2 separate regions of the Ovis aries genome follow, and region 2 is linked to region 1. Evidence: chromatin contacts called from public Hi-C data. All regions are on one chromosome and are shown on one strand. Each heading gives the region's core, a stretch centred on a gene start, on an enhancer-like site or on the middle of the called end of the contact. The rest is flanking DNA. Distances are from core to core; before and after follow the strand shown. Region 1 has its middle 34 kb from the start of MCUR1. Region 2 holds the start of RANBP9 (RAN binding protein 9).

Region 1 (3,247 bases), core at 487-2,986:
TTGCCAGAGTCCCTCAAAACCATGCCTATAAGTAACTATTTCCTTAACTGGGAATAAGACCTGCACTCATGAGTATTTCTAGGATACAGTGGAAAGGTATCCTTTCTATTGGCTTCCATGTGGCTCCTGTATTAGAATGCTGGCTTTTGATGAGGCTCCTACAGATTGACTGATTTTACTAATAATTATGAAGGCTCTTTTAATTCTGTGTAGTACTTAGGTAAAAGCTAGTCCACCAATGTCCTCATTCACATTTTGTTATGCCCAAGGTCCAAATCCCCAGAACTGAGAGAACAAGACATCCACGGCAATGCAAACGCAAAAAGGGAATTTATTGCTAGCTTGAGCCAGGGCCCTGGCCACATCCAACACAGTGGGATAGAGCCAGGGCCCCAAGCCCTGGGTTACAGTAGTATTTATAGGTTTAGGACAAAGACAGGGAATTGGCAAGGTTGGATTGGTTACAAGGGTTTCTCTGCATCTACTAATTGGCTAGATTTTCGCGCGCGCGGGCTTTCTTAGGAGATTTCTATCCTCGTCCCGATTGGCACAGACCAGGCTACGGGGAGCATGCTGACAGGCTGAGTCCTCTCGTCACCGGCGGGGGTAATTTTGATCCCACCTGGGCAGTGTCTCAGCTGTTTCCGGGATGCTTGCTCCGGCCTATTTTAGTCATGGCCTCTATCAGGCCTCAACAATTTCAGTTATGGCAAGTCTCTAGAACCACAGCTTATCAAGGTACTAGTCAGGCATCTCCACTCTGGAGACAAATACACCTTCCCAATCTGAACAACATTACCCATCCATTGGGCTTGCCAGGTGGCCCCAGGGATAAAGAATCTGCCGGCAATGTAGGAGATGTGGGTTTGATCCCTGGATGGGGAAGATCCCCTGGAGAAGGGAATGGCTACCCACTCCAATATTCTTGCCTGGAGAATCCCGTAGACAGAGGAACCTGACAGGCTACAGTCCATGGGGTCACAAGAGTTGGAGATGCCTTAGCGACTAAACCACCACCCAGTACCTGTCACTTAGCTTCAGAATAGTCTGGTGGATAGAACAGTTTTTCTTATTTCTACCAAACATATACATATATATCCTAACTTGCTACTTCCCGGGTTGTTTTTTCCCTTTCCTTCCGAGTGTGAGAGTCAGGTGGGTTTTTATCCAACTCTGTGACCCAGAGTAACTTGAGGGGTTCTTGGTTTCTGCATGTTGCTGGGGATGGGGGAAGAGCAGGTGCCATCGAGAAGAATCTACCAGTTCACTGGGAGGAAACCAGGGGAGCCTGAGGACCTAGAGTGTTTCCTCTGTCAGCTAATGTACGCCTGCAGCCCTGCCAAGCTCTGATGTGTTTAAACTTGAACTTCACAGGGAAGGTCGCACAAAAAGCAAGTTCCTGGGATTCAGTCTGTAGTCTGAGTGGGCTGGCGTGTTCTTGCTGGGCTATTTCTGTACAAAAAGCTGTCTGGAACCATCTGAGAATCACTAACCGCTGCGGTTTATGGTAATATATTTCCTAGTCACTTTCTCTTGCATCATTTCCTCTCCATTTTATGCTAAAGAGAGTGAGTGTGTGTGTGTACTTGCCTGTGTGCGTGCGAGTCTGTGTTGTGTGTGTTCCCAAGTTACGTTACCATGGAGAGGTATTTGGAAAAGGTGTCTTGTGAACCACTTCAGCTGATGTATGAAACTGCGTTTTAGAAATCAAAGCTCCTCTTCCATATGTAGCTTCTGTCTGGAAGGACACATGAAAAATGGTAACAGTGCTTGCCTCTGGGGGAGAGAACTAGAGGTTCAGTGGTTAAGGGACACTCATTCTTCAGTGTGTATTGTTTATTTATTTTTTTTTACCATGAGTATGTAATCCTTTCTAAAAATGAGATCTGGTGATTCAGTGCCAAGGCTTCTCTTGGAAAATAGTCACTGACTCAGATATTCCTCTTGGGGGGGGCCTCCCAGGTGGCTCAGTGGTTAAAGAGTCCGCCTGCCAATGCAGGAAATATGAGTTCGATCCCTGGCCTGGGGAGATCCCACATGCCTCAGAGCAACTAAGCCCGTGCGCCACAACTACTGAACCTGTCCTCTAGAGCAGGAGGAGAAACTGTTGAGCCCAGAAGCCGCAACCCCCGAAGCCCCTGTACCCTAGAACCTCTGCTCCGAAACAAGAGAAGCCACTGCGATGAGAAGCCCTCGCACCTCAATTGCAGAGCAGCCCCAGCTTGCCACCGCTAGAAAAAAAGCCTGTGCACAGCAACGAAGACCCAGCACAGCCAAAAATAAATAAATATTTTTAATATACTACTGTTTAAAAAAAACTCCCCTTGACTCCTGCACTCAGCTCCCCAGAAAGAATTTGGGCATCTCCGAACAATCATAAAGTGAATATGAAGATGGAATCTGACTGCCTTCTTGGGTGCACGTGACTCATCATCAAGGATACTGTCCTCAGCCCCGTCCACTGGGATGGATAAAGGTTGTTGACTGGAGAGATGATATCTGTTAGATTCAACAGTAATCAATAGTAGCACTGAACACGTTCTTGCTGGCAGTATCACAAAAAGAGTGCAGCTGGTGGTGAATGTGCCACCTGCTGACTGCAGGGAGCCGGGTATACACCTGAGTTTCTGCCAAGCCAAATCTAGATAGCTCATCCAGGCTGGACAGGGAAGCCCCATGCCTGGTCACGTAAAGAATATTAAACACTTTCATGATGTGTCTACACATGTTTTGATTCCACAAGAGATGATGGCTTTGACTTCAGAAGCTGTGGTGACCTTACGGTGTATTTTTATATTCTCTGTGCTGAGTGGATGACCCGCTTCCAAACCAAGAGTGCAAATTACAAACGAATGTCCCAACCGCATGTCATTTTCCATCTTCACTAGACTGGGAGTCCATGAAAATAGAGTGTCAACACAGCACCTCCCATGGATGCTTGACATTCAGTGTGGGCTAACTGGATTGCGCTGGACGCGTTTCTATTCACTGGAAATCATCAGCCAGCTCAAGAGGGAGGAGAACATTGCCCATCACAAAAATAACTCGAGAATTGTGCAATCTGCCAACATCGGTCATTTGTGTTGAACTTGCTTTCAGCACTCTGCTAAATATACCACACCCTACCACGGAAACGATCATTCCCTTCCTTTTGAGTCGCAAAGTGGTGGGAACTAGAAAAGCTTCTGTGAATTTGGCAAGGGTTAGGATAAATGTTTCCAGTCCCTGTGGCAAAGGTGAGGCTGGC
Region 2 (3,247 bases), core at 287-2,786, 46 kb after region 1:
CCAAGACAAATAATTCTCTATTCAGCAAGGAATGTTCTTTGCTTATTTGGCCAAACAATTACCATCATAATACCTTTGGAAGTAAACAAAACACTAGAATTTATATCGTGTAGATTACACACTGTAAAATTCGATTTTGCCAGCTAAGTAAAGGATAACTTAAGGAGAAGTGGTGAAAACAAAATAGTAACTTTGGGAGGGGTCGGAGAGCAACCCTTGACCAGTTGTGCCAATCAGTCGACCAAGCAAAGCCCTGTTGGGAATTGCAAAGTAGGAAGTCCTATTTTTGACTCTGCTGATCTCAGTGAATAGTTCCTTGTTTTTAAAATGGGCATAATTCATTGCTACCTAATAAAGATGTTTGTTATGAAAATTAACGAGTCTGCAAAGTGTTTGGACGCCTCTAGAAGCCCTTCCTGGAGAAGGAAATGGCAACCCACTCCAGTATTCTTGCCTGGAGAATCCTGTGGACGAGGGAGCCTGGTGGGCTGCAGTCCATAGGGTCGCAGAGTCGGACATGACTGAAGCGACTTAGCATGCATGCATGCACTGGGGAAGGAAATGGCAACCCACTCTAGTATTCTCGCCTGGAGAATCCCAGGGACAGAAGAGCCTGCTGGGCTGCCATCTATGGGGTCGCACAGAGTAGGACACGACTGAAGCGACTTAGCAGCAGCAGCAGCAGCAGCAGCAGCAGCAGCAGAAGCCCTTCCTAAATACAACTTGTAATTTCGTGTCCCTGCTCTCCGATGACATGCCACTCTTTATTAGCACTCCTAATAAATTAGTGACACTTTCTGCCACCAGAGGTTCACTTTTAAGGCCTCATAAAATCAGTTAATAAGACGCTCTCTGGTTTAAGTGGGAGACTTTCCCTTTAGAAATAGATATTAACATAACTGTGAAGGATGCGGAACAGTTGGGTCATCAAGCGGGAGGCGGCAAACAGGGCCCTGTCCGGGGGCACGAGCTCGAGCAGAACCCGGGCAAGGCCCGGACGGCTCACTCACGGACCCGATTTGGGCTCCGGGAGCCGGGGCGGTCCCGCTGGTCTCGGGGGTCAGCCGACCGGGCTCGCGGCTTTCCCAGCGGGGCTCGATTGCTTTCGCCTGGATGGGAAACGGCCCGGTCGCGCCAGCGGCGACCCTACGGTGGCGGGGGCGGGGCGACGGCAACAAAAAGAAGTCAGGTAGGAGGAGAGTCTGCCAGCCGGGCGGGCGGGGCGATACGGCGAGCTCCCGGCAGAGGCGGGGACGCCAGCGGCCGGCCTGCCGGCAGCCGGCGATCCTCCTCCGACCGCGCGCTTCCCACTAGCAGCCTGGACCCGGCGGCTGGACCTGCACGGGCCCGCCCTTCGCCGCCCGCGCGGCTCCGCCCCCTCTCCCGGCCCCACCCCCTCGAGCTCCCGTCCCGCCCCCTCGCTGCACCGCCCGCGCGCTTCGTCTCGCGCTCCGGTCCTGCCCCCTCGCCCGGCCCCGCCCCGTCGCCCGGCCCCGCCCCCCGCGCCGCGCTCGCGCTCCGGCCCCGCCCCCTCGCAGCACCGCCCGCGCGCAGCGTCTCGCGCCGGCCCGGCCCGCTCGCAGGGAAACAGCCGCGAGAGCAGCGGCCGCGGCGGCCGGCACCGCGCTCTCACCCCCCGCCCCGCCTCGCTGCGGCCTCGGCGCCTTGTTCCGGGCCCGCGCTCCGGCTAACGTTCTCTCGGGGGCCCGGGGCCCGCCGCTCACCCACTGCCCCGGCTGCGAGCCCCCCAACCGTCGCGCTCCCTCCGTCTGGGCGCGCGGCCGGCCGCCTGCTTCCGGGGCGGGCGGACTGGGCGCCTGGTGCCGGCGGCCGCCGCCACAGCGCCCCCGGGAAGCCGAGGAGGAAGGAGAGAGGAGGCGGAGGCGGCCGCAGGCTGAGTCGCGGCCGGGATGTCCGGGCAGCCGCCGCCGCCGCCGCCGCCACAACAACAGCAGCAGCAGCAGCTCCCGCCGCCCCCGCCGGCGGCTGCGGCCCCGGTGCCCGGAGTCCTGCCGGCGCCCCCGGCCGTCAGCGCCGGCTCGTCTCCGGCCGGCTCGCCCGGCGGCGGCGGCGGCGGCGGCGGCGCGGGCGGCGGCTTGGGGGCCGCGGCGGCCGCCCTGCTCCTGCACCCGCCGCCGCCGCCGCCGCCGCCGCCGCCCCCGGCCACCGCGGCCCCGCCGCCGCCGCCGCCCCCGCCGCCGCCGCCGCCCGCTTCGGCGGCCGCCCCCGGCGGCGCGCCCCCCGCTCCCCCGGGCCTCTCCGCGGGCCCCGGCCCGGCTGGAGGCGCCCCGGCCCCGGCCCCGGCGTCAGGCGGCAGCGCCGCGGCGCCTTTCCCGCACGGGGACTCGGCCCTGAACGAGCAGGAGAAGGAGCTGCAGCGACGGCTGAAGCGCCTCTACCCTGCCGTGGACGAGCAGGAGACGCCGCTGCCGCGGTCCTGGAGCCCAAAGGACAAGTTCAGCTACATCGGCCTGTCTCAGAACAACCTGCGGGTGCATTACAAAGGTGCGGGGCGTGCGGCGTGCGCAGGAAGCCGGGGCCCGCGGCCCGCCCGCTGCTCCGGGGCCGGGCTCGGGGTCCACGGGGGGCGATCGCGGGAGGGGGTGGTGAGGGTTAAGGCTCCCTGCGTGTAGAGTGGGAGCTGGTAATCCCAGGCCCGGAGCAGGACACCTCGGGGGAATCCAGGATGACAGGACGTAACTCGCTTTCTGATTGCCTTTTGAGATAAATCGTCGGGCCGAGATAGAGGAAATCTGTGGGTTCTCAGTTGGGTTTACATTGTTCTCCAGGTGGTGGTGGGTCAGGCGCTCTCCTCTTACGTGGGGGGCGGCGGGAGGAATGGGAAGAGAGGCAAGATTCTGGGGTATTAATTTCTAATCTAGGGAGAGCAGGGATGTATGGGGGGGGGGGAGGAGTGATCCGTGGTGGGGTTTGCCCCAAATTAGGCCAGAGATTGTCTAGGGGGTACGACAAAAGGACCGGCGACCGAAGTTTGTCGTCTGTGTTATCTCCATAAAAGCAACTGGAGGGTGAGAGAGGTTGAAACCTCAGGAAGACGTGTTGTCTTGGGGGAGCAGAAACGTACCACTACCGATTGGAAATGCCCTATATTTGTTGTTGGCGTTACGTAAAGTCTCGTGGAAAACAGGAATTTGTTTAAAAAAAAAAAACAACACGGGTTTTAGTGTTTTAAATAAAATTGGCTTCTGTTTTCCACCTGCAGTTTTTAAAAAAAAGGCCTTAGGCT

What was found. A called contact is a pair of places that touch in the nucleus more often than the background predicts.
Region 2: a Hi-C map of tail adipose tissue shows a contact between it and region 1, with 2.1 times the contacts expected there. The contact joins the promoter of RANBP9 here to the enhancer-like site in region 1. A contact is called at or near these places in 3 of 16 Hi-C or Micro-C datasets (blood, skin fibroblasts and tail adipose tissue).

Annotation. Positions count from the first base shown.
Region 1 is chr20:42,102,820-42,106,066 of ARS-UI_Ramb_v3.0, forward strand. No RefSeq gene overlaps it. Among named protein-coding and RNA genes, the nearest start is that of MCUR1, 34 kb to the left of the region's middle. Within about 2 kb of position 1,737, at least 6 of the 54 cell types and tissues checked have an H3K27ac peak or open chromatin away from gene starts, as enhancers often do.
Region 2 is chr20:42,148,602-42,151,848 of ARS-UI_Ramb_v3.0, forward strand. RANBP9 (RAN binding protein 9) reads left to right here and starts at 1,537. Exons shown (of 14, transcript XM_027959166.3): 1 at 1,537-2,505. The coding sequence starts at 1,911.